2 separate regions of the Rattus norvegicus genome follow, and region 2 is linked to region 1. The links are chromatin contacts, called in public Hi-C maps. All regions are on one chromosome and are shown on one strand. The core of a region is the stretch at or near the end of the contact, and the rest is flanking DNA. Distances in the headings are between cores, read along the strand shown. Region 1 holds the start of Rpl19 (ribosomal protein L19). Region 2 overlaps LOC102548674 (a long non-coding RNA gene).

Region 1 (2,700 bases), core at 34-2,533:
CAGAGCTTTCCTGAAAAGAAGCTGAAATCCTGGCAAACACTTATGAAGAAAAGATTATTCACCTCATAAATACTTCATAGCTTATCTGGTCTATCTGAAACACTGGTTAAGGTCCTTGGAGCCACCTGTCTGATACTAACAAGCCTTGCTTATGCCTTAAAGCCTCACCCAGCATACTGTCCTCAAATATCTTTTTTAAACTTCCATACGGCTACAAAATACTTTGCTTATAATCTACTAATGTAACACTGGATGTTGCATCCTGTATATTAATGTATATATAATCTATAAAAATACATATCCATCCTTTGTAGGTGAGGGTGAAGGATCATACTCACGAGAGTTGGCATTGGCGATTTCGTTGGTTTCATTGGGGTCCAACCACACCTTCTTTTTACCACAGCGGAGGACGCTAGAGGCAAGCCTCTTCTGTAGCCTAAGCATACTGGGGTATACAGAAAACACTATTAAGCCCTGAAAGCCACTTCTGAGCAACAACAAACACTCCAAGCAAAATCTCCCCACCTAAGTCTTAGTATCTATTTAAAAAATGGGCAAAGTACACATCAATAGGTATTAAAGGAAATATACTCCCTAGCCCTAAAAATTTTGCCACCCCTTCCTGTCCAACAAACTCCAAATCAAGATCTTAAATCCAAACCAAGACCTGGGCAGTGAACGTGGCCACGATGGTTAGCCATTCGGGATTTGGGGGAGGGGGTTAAGCTCTTCCGGGTATTTGGCTCTGTGAAGACTTTAATGTTAAGTATCGGACACCAGTGGATCAGGGCTGGGACGTAGCCTGTTTACCCAGGAGTACAGGAGTAGCTTTTCGCTTTCTATGCTTTTTTACACTAATACACGCCGTCCAGCCGTTAGGGTGGAGGCCAAACTGGCGCCTCACCCTCAGCACTCGGAGGCCTGGGCTTGCCCGAGACTTGCCCCATGTTAGAGGTCCGCTGGGCCCCAGCGCACCAAGAAGCCACTCAGTGCCCAGTCGTCACCAATCTCCCCGTGTGGTGCCTCACGACGCGGGACAGGCGGAGCGGCGCCCGCCGGAGGTCTTTACGGGCCACGGCGTCCCGCGGCCCACCCTCCGTAGGCCCAGGTCGCGTGTGCTCTCTGCGCTCCAGACATGGAAGCACCACGCCCGCCTCCCCTCTCCCTTTTGCCATTTGTGGTCCCGGCCCGGTTCCCCGCTAGGCTTCGCCGGGCTTATCGGTCAGAAACCGAGAGCCGGGCCTGCTCACCTCATGGCTGCAGACGCAGCAGCGAAAGGAAAGAGCTTGCTGGTCGCGGGCTCCTCCCATTAACTACGAAGGGGAGAGCCCAAGCCCCACTCCATGATTGTCTGTATTTTCGCTAAGCTATTTCATCTTCCTCCATTTCACACTCACTTACTTTCTTCCTAAAAGACCGTGATCATAGATGATCAAGATCGAGAATCGGTTTTAAGCTTTAAAACAGAAAAGGTGTACCCCTTTCGTCGGGCAAAATGGTTCAGTCCAACTCCTCTTCACACATGCGCACTGAGGGCATTTGATCACGTGGGTGTTTGGCTAACCGGAAGTCACGCTAAATCCGCGCAGGCGGACTGAGGCGGTTTTGGCCTGAAAGGCCTAGTCTTCGTAGAGGACTGTTTTCTGTGAAAGGTTATTAAATTAGCCGGGAGAAAATTAGCGAAAGGAGCGCTAGAGCAGAGAGAAGCAAACACTACCTCGCTTTCGCTCTCGTAGAGTAAGAACTCGTGTGCAGGCTAAACCCAAGAGATTTTTGTCGGCGTCACCACCGCAAATCCCTAATCTCTGGATGCTTCAATTACCATGATTGTAGTCTGAACCAAATTCTAATATTTCTGCTATCCATTTGTGAAAATCATATGCGTCTACTTTTACAAAACAGGCATTAGCAAAAGCAAGCGGAACCAATCTTGTTTGGCTCAATCTATACTGTAGCATGCACATGAGAAGAACTACATTGGTTAAGTAAACGAAGGGTTGTCAGAATGAAGAGTCCAACAGCTTTGGAGACCCCTGGTTGAAAACCCAAAGAGAATGTTCTGGGGGCAGAGCAGCTGGCTTCCTTCTTTAATCCTAACAGGAAATGAGATGGAGGAGTTAGCGAGGCGGCCAAGTTTAAGGCGGTCTAGGCAATCTGGACTACAGAAAGATGCTGTCTTAAAAACAAAAACAGTTATCTGGGGGTGGAGAGATGGGGCTTGTGGTTTAGGAGCACTGTTTGCTCCTCCAGAGGTCCTGAGTTTAACAGCAGCCACATGGTGGCTCACCATCATCTGTAATGGGATCTGATGCCCTCTTCTGGTGTGTCTGAAGATAGCAACAGTGTACTCATATAACTAAAATAAATAAATCTTAAAAAAAAAAAAAATCTGGTCAGGGCATGGTGGTACACACCTGTAATCCCAGTACTTAGAAGGCAGGAGGATCAGAAGTTCAAGGCCATCCTCAGCTACATGTGGAGTTCAAAGCAAGCCTGGATACTGGAAGTCCTGGAAGCCCATATTCAAAAAATAAAATAAAAACTTGGGAGTGGGACTAGAGAGATGGTACAGGCTTGAGTGCTTGCAAAGGATTGTAGTTGGGTCCCCAACATCCATATCTGGTGGTTAAAACTGCCTGTAACTCTAGTTCTTGAGATCTGGTGCCCTCTGCTAGCCTCCCAGTGCACCAGCATACAATA
Region 2 (2,700 bases), core at 198-2,697, 46 kb before region 1:
TCCATGTTCAGATGTGAGCTGTGACCCTGGGGATATAACCTGAATGCCCCTGAGTGTCCTCTGTCAAATGAAGGTGTTGTCACCTGTGACGGCTGGCATATGCTCGTCCCAGGGAGTGGCACTGTTAGAAGGTGTGGCCTCGTTGGAGGACGTGTGTCACTGTGGGGTGGGCTTGGAGACCCTCCTCCCAGCTGCGTGAGAATGCCGAGTCTGTTCCTGGCTTCCTTCAGATGAAGATGTAGACCTCTCAGCTCCTCCTGCACCGTGCCTGCCTGGATGCTGCCACGCTCCTGCCTTGATGATGAGGGACTGAACCTCTGAACCTGTGAGTCAGCCCTGATTAAATGTCATTTTTTTTTTTTCCGGAGCTGGGGACCGAACCCAGGGCCTTGCGCTTCCTAGGTAAGCGCTCTACCACTGAGCTAAATCCCCAGCCCCTAAATGTCATTTTTTAAGACTTGCCTTGGTCATGGTGTCTGTTCACGGCAGTAAAACTCTAAGACACTGCCCTCCCACAATAGTGTCCTGCCTCTTCCTCTGCGCCATGCTCCGCGCTCGTCCCTGCAACCAGTCTTGTGATTGCTCACCTGGCTTAACAGAGAGTGACCTCCTGAGGACAGAGCTCACTTTCTCTCTCAAGCCAGTCCCTCAATCAGAACAAGGCGTGTGACACAGGATGGCCACTCAAGGGGTCATCTGTTGAGCAAAATCTCATGCATGAGAAAAACTCCGTGACAGCACATTTCCAGATCTCAGCTCTGCCCCCGACCGACTCTGTGTCCTTGAGAAAATCCTCTATGATTCTGGGTCCTTTCCTTGTTGCCACCCGCCCACCCGTTTCTGAGCTGCAGCAAGGGTCACATGAAGTAACGGACTCCAGAGAGTTCTACTTCACGGTGACATCACAGTGGTGACATTGGCTTCCTGCCCAGAGGAACAGTCATACTTAGTCCTTGCCACAGGGAGGGGCGGGGGGTGCTTCCTACAGCAGCTGAGGCCATAGAGGAGCATCACCTCACAGAACTAACCTGGGAGAGATTAATTGATCCTGAGTCACAGTGACATGTCCCTGAGCCCACCCTGAGCCTCTTTCCAACGTTTAAGTCTCCTCCCCTGCCCCAGTGCAGCTTCTCCTGGTTCAGGAAGGTGGGGGTCTCCAGCTGCTTCATGGCAAGCTAGGTGGCCACACAGAAGCGCATAGTAGGAGCACTGGGCAGGGAGACTACATTAGAATCTATGGACAGCTCCTCCTGCTTCATACAGGGCAGAGGCTTGGAGACATGGACCTTCCCCCCATCCCCTAAGGGTCTCTCTCTCTCTCTCTCTCTCTCTCTCTCTCTCTCTCTCTCTCTCTCTCCCTCTCTCTCTCTCCCTCTCTCTCTCTCCCTCTCTCTCCCTCTCCTTCCCCAAGGAATCTGCAGCACCCCATGAGTCATCAGGTCCAGAGAACCCTCCCTCCAGCTCCACTGGCCTCCAGCTCCCCTGTTAACATGTGGCTGCTTCATTCAACCACAGCCTTTATTCCCTGGTTTTCTGACTTCCTAGGGCCTTTTTAACATCCGGCCATGCCCAACAATAACCCAGGAGAGTGGGAGGTCAGGGTGTTTTGAGATGTCCCAGAGCCTAATAAATTCTAAGAACTGAGGATTAGTTTCCAAAAAAGCCCAAGAACCGGAAGCCTGTTCCTGTGGCTTGCAAACAGGGCCTTGCAGACCCAGCCTTACTTGAGCAGGCTGCCGAGGGTGCCGTGCACCACTTCCCCAGACAGGTTTTCTACCAAAACATCATCTCTGAAAGGGAGCTCAGCACAGGGTTGGGCTGGACCACACTGTTCTGCCTTCTAGCCTTTATATACTAGCAAACCCACAAGAGGGGGAAGCATGGCCTCTTGTTGGCTGGATACTCAGGACTCTTGGAGACTGAGGACCCACAGGGACTCCTACAACCCTAGATGGTCACCCCAAGGAGTGAGGGATATGTATTTAGCCCCAAATCCACGTCATACAGAAATCTGAACCCCCACATGACCCCACAGGACGGGCCTCTTCACTTAAGAGACAGAACAAGTAGAATCACATGAACCCCCAAAGGACCTTTGCCCCTCAGTGTCCCTTCTCTCTATGGGACCACACACACAGTCCATGTGCTGGCAGGACACTTGTCCTTTCGCTGAGGGTACCTAACTGACTAGGGACTCGTATTTACGGAGCACAGCCCAGGGAGTGGCACTCAGTGGGGGAACTTTCTCAGGGTGGTCTCTTTGCCTCTGTCCTCCCCTGCCTTAGGGCATGGAGGCCCTGAGGTTTTGGACAAACAACCTGTGTGGGGCAGTGTCCTTATATACAGACAGCCTTGGCCTGCCTCCCACCTCTCTCTTCACCTCTAATCATGTAGCCTGTCGTGCACGACCCCAGCCACTAAATCTTACCACAGGAAGCAAAAATGCAATCTTCTCTTTTTTTTTTTTTTTTTTTTTTTCGGAGCTGGGGACCGAACCCAGGGCCTTGCGCTTGCTAGGCAAGCGCTCTACCACTGAGCTAAATCCCCAACCCCAATGCAATCTTCTCTGGCCTAGTGTTCTCCATCTCTGGGTACCTGGACCCTGGTAGAGCCCAGCTTTCTTCTTCTATGAGGCTGAAAAAAAGGGGACAGCCGGGGCTAGAGAGATGGCTCAATGGTTAGGAGCACTGACTGCTCTTC

What was found. Hi-C and Micro-C count contacts between places; a contact is called where the count stands out from the background.
Region 2: a contact with region 1 is called in a Hi-C map of the A7r5 cell line, with 2.8 times the contacts expected there. The contact joins the enhancer-like site here to the promoter of Rpl19 in region 1. A contact is called at or near these places in 11 of 12 Hi-C or Micro-C datasets (the A7r5 cell line, Schwann cells, frontal cortex and 6 more) and 1 of 1 datasets of contacts at active chromatin or transcription factors (oligodendrocytes).

The regions. Positions count from the first base shown.
Region 1 is chr10:83,517,647-83,520,346 of GRCr8, reverse strand. Rpl19 (ribosomal protein L19) reads right to left here and starts at 1,283. Exons shown (of 6, transcript NM_031103.1): 1 at 1,251-1,283; 2 at 339-445. The coding sequence starts at 1,255.
Region 2 is chr10:83,564,073-83,566,772 of GRCr8, reverse strand. It overlaps LOC102548674 (a long non-coding RNA gene), which reads right to left. Exons shown (of 3, transcript XR_010055786.1): 1 at 84-2,700. Among named protein-coding and RNA genes, the nearest start is that of Stac2, 21 kb to the right of the region's middle. Within about 2 kb of position 1,447, at least 12 of the 93 cell types and tissues checked have an H3K27ac peak or open chromatin away from gene starts, as enhancers often do. A contact at or near this core is called in the A7r5 cell line and Schwann cells, where this site is marked.